Regions from separate parts of the Gossypium arboreum genome. Here region 1 is linked to region 2. A link is a contact called in public Hi-C data. All regions are on one chromosome and are shown on one strand. The core of a region is the stretch at or near the end of the contact, and the rest is flanking DNA. Distances in the headings are between cores, read along the strand shown.

Region 1 (4,270 bases), core at 1,173-3,672, 140 kb after region 2:
TAAGCTTATTCCTCAAAATTTTTAATAAAGAATTCAATTTATAACATTTCAAAGCTCGATTTTCAAAATTAAAAACTCATTCTTACTTAATCAGAATAGATCAGAACGTATCGATTTCGAGTCTACCTAATTTCATTTTCATTGTAATCTTAAAAATTGTTCAACCATCAGCTTAATTGTAACTTACTCTAAAACCTTAACTTAAAGTTGGGTTAATTTACTAAAAAGCAATCTTAACAACCCCACAATAATTTTTTAATAACTAAATCAAGAAACATCATTACCTTTTTCTCTTCTCCTTTTAAGGAAGATGACAATACTTGTTATGATACAATTTTACAAAAAAGAAAAAAAGAAATTTAACCACTAATTTTACAATATGGAAATAATTATCCCATATAACAAAAAAAAAAAAAAAAAAAAAAGAAAATAAAATCCAAGCAAAACATGATTTGTAACATTCAAGTTGTAAGAACCATAAATGGGAAACTTTTATCCCTTTTTGCTTTTTAGTTATGCACCAAATGCCCTAAAGTTGATTATGAGTTTGGTTAAATTTCAATTTCAATTTAGAAATAGATTATTCAAATTTTTATATTATAATATTATATATTAACTTTTATATGATATAGACTACCGATATATAAATATAAAATGTAGTCTTTTTTTTAAATATCGTTTTCTTTTTACTCTTTTTAATTTAATAATTGTTAAATTGAATTATATAACTTTTGTATTAATAAAATTTCACATAACCAATATCATAATCATGGAATAAAAATATTGAGCATGGGAAATCTTAAAAAATTTAGCCGCTCAATTTTTTAAAATCAAATATTAATTTTATCAGCGACGACATTAACCTCCAAACTGGTTGTTGGTCCACTCTATTTTATTTCACTGTAATCTTTTATTTATATTTTAACTTTAGTTTTAATCCATTCTATTTTCTTTGAAAACTTTGGTGGTTATTATTTTAATCAACACTATCCAAGTTTTGTTGTTATTCAACCTATTTTCTCTTAAATTTTCATGGTTATTATTTATTTTATTTTCTCAAAATTAGAAATGTTTTTGGTTTTAATTTTTAATTTATAATCATGTTCTAGTATGAAATTTGTCAAGATAAGGTATTAAAATTATTCTCAAAAATCTTCTCTTATTATATGTCCATGTCTTTGCATTTTATTTCCATGGTTCTTATTAATAAAAATATTTTATTCAAAAACATGTTGAACGTGACGTTCTAAGTAGGGATGTTCAAACTTCGGTTAAAACTAAATTAATCGATTTAATTCGGTTAATCGATTAGTAGCCTAACTTAGTTCATCGGAGGTCGATTAATGGATTTTAAAATTTCAATTATGTAGTGTTTCAATACATAAAATTTCGATTATTTTAGTTAACTTTCAAGGAAAAATATATATATCGGTTAATTTCAATGTATTTTCTTATATGTTTTAAAAAAATAAAACATATAAATTTCGATTAATTTAATCGATAATCAATGTATAATAAAAATAAAGAAAATAAAATGCGAGCAAAATTATAGGTATAAAAAGAGTAAGAAAAATAAAATGGTGGATTTTATTGAATTCTTAAGAACCCAAAAATCATATTTTTAACCTAAAACTTATCAAATTCTTTTCGAATATATAAAATTTAGCCTAAAAAAGGGATAATCTTTTGATCCGTGTACATTTATAATGTACAATTTTTTTCACTAAACTAAATGGATAACACAAAAATTTACAACCCGGCAACGGAACCGTACTCACTGTAAAAATCGACGATTCCAGAAGCTGCCCAGAGCCGTTGATTAAACTCAGCTTGCATCTCATCAGGTACAAACGATGTCCTACAAAGCGGACACGTCACCTGATCGTGATCCATCCAGCGGTCTAAACACGTTCTATGAAAAACATGCTTACAATTCTTCAACCACCTGATCTCTTCCTTTCCTTCGAACTCGCACAAGCAAACGGCGCAACTCTCCGGCGGATCACCACCACCGACCACCGCTAGTTCCTCGAACTTTACGACGGGTAGGATTTCACGGATCAAGAGAGCGGATACCGGCGGTTTAAAAGGTGTGGTTCGGGTCGGGTTTTCCGGCCAAACGGTGTCGGTTTCGAGGAAATCGGAGAGTCCGAGGTAATTAAAAAGTGAGAGGATTAGGTTTCTGATGAAACCCAAAAACGATAGCGTGTGAACGAAGAATTTGGGTACGAAAACGTCTGTGTAAACCACAGGGAATCCCATTGATGAACAAAAAAATAATAATAACAGAAAATTAAAAAAAAAAACAGAATAAATTATAAAGAGAGCTATTGATTTGGGTATTTATAGAGAGAGAAAAGAGGAAAAACGAGTGAAGGAGAGAGATAAAAAGAAAAGGAAGCTTCTGCTTTTTTTCAGAACTAAATTCTAACTGATCGAGTCACCGGCTGTGACGTGGGTAGGGAATTTTTGGTGGCGCGATGAAAGGCCTAAATATGAGTTTGGTCCCTTTACTTTGTTGAAATTTGGTGAAAGTACCTCGGAGATCCCCATATCAAATTAGTTCCTCTATTATTAAATACATCAATTTAGTCCATATAATATTAAAAAGAATCAAATAAAGCTAAATTGAAATAGAGTTAACATTTACTTTTTGAAAAACATCCTCTACTGTTTAACGAAGGTAATATTTTTAAAATTCTTTTTATGATTTTGTAAATGAAATTTTTGTTTGGAATTGAATCGCAATTGAAAAAATAATTAAAGATATTTTTATACAACAAATGTTAAATTTGTTACAATTTGAACTTATTCAATTCTTTTTAATAGTATAAGGACTAAATTGATCTATTTAATAATAGAGAGAATAGCTTGATATAGTCCATATAATATAGGGATCTTCCAAGTGCTTTAACCATTGAAATTTCAAATTTAATTTTTCCATTTTAATTCCGGATTAAATTTTTTTTTTTTGGGTAATGTTAGTGCAAATATAAATATAAGCACAAACATGATGTAATTATATACATGTCTCAACAACTACAAAACCAATACACGGTACAAATGGCTAAAGAACTAAAATATAACAAAACAAAACTTACACATGGCGACTACTCACGGTGAAACTGGAGACTAATTTATTGCATTTATAATATAATATAACTCAAATTTAAACAAATTAATCCATATGGCATGCATTTTTAATAAAAAGAGAAAGAGGTTACCCATCTATCATTATTAACGGTGTTAATTGTTTGGATCTATTATCCAATACTATAAGAATAGAAGATATCAAATTAAAATAAAAGGACCAAAACTAAAATTTTAACAAAGTAGAGGGACCAAACCAAGAAATAGACCTAGAGTGAAACAAGGAGTAAACTAAGGCTACCCACTATAAAGTAAGAATATGTAAGAAAAATAGCACACGTGTCACGTGGCGTAAATGGAAGGGGTGAGGAATTGAGTGAAACGCGGGATACGCCAAATCCACCAATAAATAATTAAATAAATTAATAATTATTTTATAAGTATATCAATTACTAATGGGTATTATATTTTAAAAATAGAATATAAATTACAACAGCACTTTGGTAGAATGCTGGATTTGATGTTAATTAAATTTTGATTCCATTTTTTTTTATTGTATCATGAGTTTGGTTGATAATATAATAAAGAGTTAATATATTATTTGGTATTCATATTTAGCTTTAATGTTTAAATATTAATTTAATATTTGAGTGTTTTGTTTTAATTTAATATTTAAATTTAATTTTAATATTCAATTGACACTTAAACTAAACTATAGCACGTAGTCGAATAAATATTTGACATTTATGTTCTAGTAAAAAAAAGATATAGGTACTTAAAAAATTTAATTACCAAATTAAGCATTCAAGTCAAATATAAGTAAAAATAGTAAATCAATTTTATAATAAATGTTTTTTATTTTAATTATTATAAATTATATTTATTTATTTTACACAACATCTAAAACTACATGTAACTTTTCCTCAAATTATAAATAAAAGATTAAAACTCACGTCCCATTACATTGGACTTAGTGACAATATACCATATATTTAATGGATTATTATTAAATAATAGAATACTACATGATGGGCCTTCTTGCATTTTATACAAACTTTCAATTTTGCAATGATTTATTATTATTTTTAGAAGGACCACAATTATTAAAAAGAAAAAATTAGAGTCTAGATTTGAGGTTTTTGTGACAAGGTTCCCAGAAAACAAGGATTTAAAGCTGCAA
Region 2 (4,375 bases), core at 1,260-3,759:
AAATTAATCTTTATACGTTAGAATAAAGGGCAAACTGGTCATCTCTATTAAAATTTCATCAATTCCTAAGGTTAAAAATTGGTCAAACAGTTACAGGCGACGTGCCACCTGCATTTCATGTTAATGTACATGAACCAATTTTTAAAAGTAGAAATAAAAGAAATTTTTAATAGAACAAATTTGCTATTTAATCTAAATTACATGGACTAATTTACTCATTAGTAGATATGCAAAATACAATCTCACTCGTAATATAAGAGCCTCTCAGTACTTTATCAACAATGGCTAATTTTGCTACTTTCCTTTTCTAGCACCAAGATGGATGACATGCAGCTGATCTTATTAATCACAAGGAAGTAAAAATGCATAATGGAGCATTTTCAAGCAAACTACCTCCACAGCATTCAATGAAATTGAAATTTAAGAATGATATAAATTATTCTAAGATCAATTAACAAAATAAACAATAAAAGGAACAGGTGATAAGTATATTAACATCTAGCTTGAATTAATGAACAAAATGCAGGCAAGCTTAGAAAAGGCTGATGCGTACCTGCAAATTGGACTGGCCAGCACTTGAACTATCATCCTTTCTTCCAAAGGCAGCTTCCCGAAACAATAAAACCTGCTTCCAAAGTTCTTCACTCCCATAAGCCGTCCATTTTGAACTCTCTGGTAATGAACCAACCACCAAAGCACAAGGATCCTTTGCAACCTCGTTAACCCAATTAAGCATTTCCCATGTAGAATCCCGTTTTCGCTTATGAGATGAAAAGTTTTCCTTAATGCTGTTTGAATCTAATATCATAACATCATCATCATCAACAATATCCGTGTATTGCTTACATTCAACACAATCCTCATCCTCGTTACACATTGAGTTGGTGCCACTTTTCGCCATATCGGAAGGCATATCATCTACATCGATTAAAATGAACCTCTTTTCACACTCCGAATCAACCACCGTACTCTTTAGATCATCATCATTCTGCAAATTTTCAACCAACGTACTCTTTAGATCATCATCATTCTGCAAATTTTCAACTTCCTCATAACGTAAAACCCTCTTTGTCAAATCGATACGCATAGATTCCTCCCCTTTTACGCACTTATCTCCTCTATCTGACCCTGCCACTATACTCTCCTCAACTTGTGAATATTCCATAACTTTCTTCTTCGATTCCAACAAAAACCCTTTAAGCTCAGCTCCCAACTCCATCAAATGACCACTACAATTCGATTCAATCTTCGAGTCTTCACTTTGAAAAAATTGTTCCAACCATCTCTCTAATGAAACTAAGTACTTAACATAAACTAACTTAAGAGATGAAGCCACATTTAAATCAAACCCAGATTCTTTAGCAACCAAATCCCATAACCCACTTTTTGAAACAGCATTGTACCCACCATTCTCACTTACAACCAAGAAAAGCTTAAACAAATCCACAGGTTGCCCATCTGCAAGCAATGGAGGAAGAGGCCGATAGCAACCTTGGGCACAAACCTCTTTTAAAAACAACCCAAGAAACTTGTTAAACCAGAACCTAATCTTATCAGGTTCAGATTTCAAAAACAATCCTTCAGAAAAGGGATCGAGATCGACCAAAGCTGGCTCGAGTTTTTCTAGGGTTTTAGCGCAATCTAGTGAAGACCCATCAGCTCTCATAGACCACCCTGCCATGGATTTCGAATTCAAAACCTAAAAACAAATAATTCTTTGTATATTTGTATAATCATTCATTCTTTCACCAAAAACGCAAAATAAATAAAATTTTGGGGGACCAAAACGAAATAAAAACAAATTAAAAAAAAAAACTCACAACTGAAATATTTAGATTTTAAATACCAACTAATCATCTGGGGTCTTGCATGCTATCAATTTTTTGGCGGAAAAAATGAAAATTAATAATCTAGGGTTTTGATTTGTGAATTTTGGTTTTGTCCCGCGCTTTCTCTCACTTTCTCTTAATTGCAGATGGAGCGAAAAGAGGAAAAACGGCTTTAGAATTTTTCTTCAGGGGCTAAATTACAAGGTTTTACAGATACAAACCCTTGAATAGAAAATCCAAGATTCTCAAACAATTTTGAATTTCTCTTATAAAAATTTAGACTAATTAAACAAAAAATTTCAAAAATAAAGAGAGAAAATTGAAAAATAAACATACCAGTATTATATTTTTTTCCTTTTGGCCCCTTTGGGGTGTGAAAATAAGCAAGGATTTTCGATAGCCCCTCCCTTTAGACTCCCTTTGCCTTTGGGGTTTTTTTTCTTTTTCACCCCTCAAATTCTCTCTTTTGCTACTTTTTTTTCTACCCTTTTCTTTTTAGGGTTTTTTTATTAAGCCCCTCTCTTTTTGCTATTTTTTTCTCTCTCTTTGGGGTTTTTTTTTTTCAAATCTTAAAAGAAAAAAAACTCTTTGGGGGTGAATAATGAATGTGTTAAATATATATATAGGAGAGAAAAAAAGTATGGGCAAGTTTTTGAGTAGGGTTTCAAACAAAGTCCCCCACCCCCAAACCCTTTATTTTATACTAGTTATTTGTCATGATTGGTTAACCTTTGGTTAATTAATAACCATGGGTTGAGGGGATAGTTTGGTAATTTAAAATCTCAAGAATAATAAAAGTTTTTGAGGAAATAAAGTTTGAAAAATTTTTAAATATTTTTTTATAAGTTTTTTAAATCTCACAAGTGAGTGACAACTCATATCTTTTAAAGTATAGTAAAAATAAAACTCGTTTATATTTGAGAAGCATCGTAATTCGAATCTCATCAGAAGTCTTATTTAGTGATAGATCTGAAACCATCGGCTTTCTTTAAAACATAATCTAACTATTAGATTGTTTTTTATTAGTTTTCTTTAAAGCTTTATCTCATTAATAGTCTTATTTAGTGAGAGATTCAAATCAACACAATTAACTCTCTTTAGATCTTGAATTGAGATAACTTTTTTCCTTATAAATATTTTTGTGAATATTTTAACTAATGAAATTTTATACATATTTGGATGAAATCTTTTTCTTAAACATTTATAAATTTGTGATATAATTTTTGTTAATGATTTATGGGGAGAGATTCACTTATACAAGTTTTATACCATTCCATAACTTTTATATGAGTAATATTTTAACAATCTAACCGTTAAATTTATTAATGTAATAGTACTTGTCATGCATCTAAATTTTTAAATCAATCGATATTTTTATCATATCGATTTAAAATATTGTCTATATTAATATACATTTAACAGTTGAATGTTTTATTTTACACGATTATTTATATTTTCCCATGATTTATACATCGCAAAAGATGTTATATTTTTATTTTATATTATTATTTATGAATTTGAAATAATTTGTGTTTATACAAATTTTTTAAAAATATACTAGATATTTGTTATTTAGTTATAAAATTGGATATACATATTTATCCTTATCTTCATGATTTTATGTATATACCCATATAAATAAAATATCAAACACAGAAGAGCTTTTTTTTTAATATTCTCATTTTAGACTTTGATAATATCTTCTCTTTGACACAATATTTAAAACTATTCAAAGCTCATCATCAACCCATAAATAGGAGGATAATGTGCTTTAACTACTCGAACCCACATCCTCCTACATTGACAACAATATTCATGTTAATCGAGTTAAAATTCAATTTGCAACACAAAAGAGTTTTTAAATTAAGGTGTTTGATGAAATGTTTAAAAATTTGAATTGAATTTTTTAATATTTAATTTTTAAAATGTTTTGATAATTATATTAGATTATATATATAATATAATAAGGTATATAAACATTAAAATTATAATAATAGGTATCTATTTTTTATTTAATTTTATATTTTTTAAAGATAAATTTTATAATTTTTCATTTATGTTTCAAAAAGCACATTTACATTTAAAAAAAAAAACTAAAAGCAATCCTAAAAATTTTAATAGATAATAATTTTAAATATTAAGTTGTAATTTTAATTAGACTTGTCCATAGGCCAGGCCGGGCTCGAAAGGTGAGGGATTTGGATAAAAATATAGGTCCGAAAAATGAGTTTTGAAAAAAAAATAAGACCTATTTTTAGGTAAGCTTTTTTTGGCCCGAGCTCAACTCGACCTAACCTGAATTTGCAAAAAAAAATTAAAATTTGTTTTTGTTTTTTTTATTGTTTTGCCATATTTTTTCATTGTTTTGCTACCATTTTGCTTTCATATTGCTACTATTTTGTTATTATTATTTGGATATTGTATAACTCTTGTTTTATTAGTAATTTTGCTACTATTTTAGATGTATTTACTTGCTAAATTGCATTTATATTAGTATTATTAAACATATTTTTTATTTTTTCAATTTGTTGAGAAACATTTATTTT

What was found. Hi-C and Micro-C count contacts between places; a contact is called where the count stands out from the background.
Region 1: a Hi-C map of leaf shows a contact between it and region 2, with 2.6 times the contacts expected there. The contact joins the promoter of LOC108478405 here to the promoter of LOC108479766 in region 2.

What each region holds. Positions count from the first base shown.
Region 1 is chr12:90,138,495-90,142,764 of ASM2569848v2, reverse strand. LOC108478405 (brassinosteroid-responsive RING protein 1-like) reads right to left here and starts at 2,422. Exons shown (of 1, transcript XM_017780861.2): 1 at 1,619-2,422. The coding sequence starts at 2,262. The coding sequence ends at 1,750.
Region 2 is chr12:90,279,098-90,283,472 of ASM2569848v2, reverse strand. LOC108479766 (AT-rich interactive domain-containing protein 1) reads right to left here and starts at 2,509. Exons shown (of 3, transcript XM_017782543.2): 1 at 2,166-2,509; 2 at 554-1,674. The coding sequence starts at 1,666.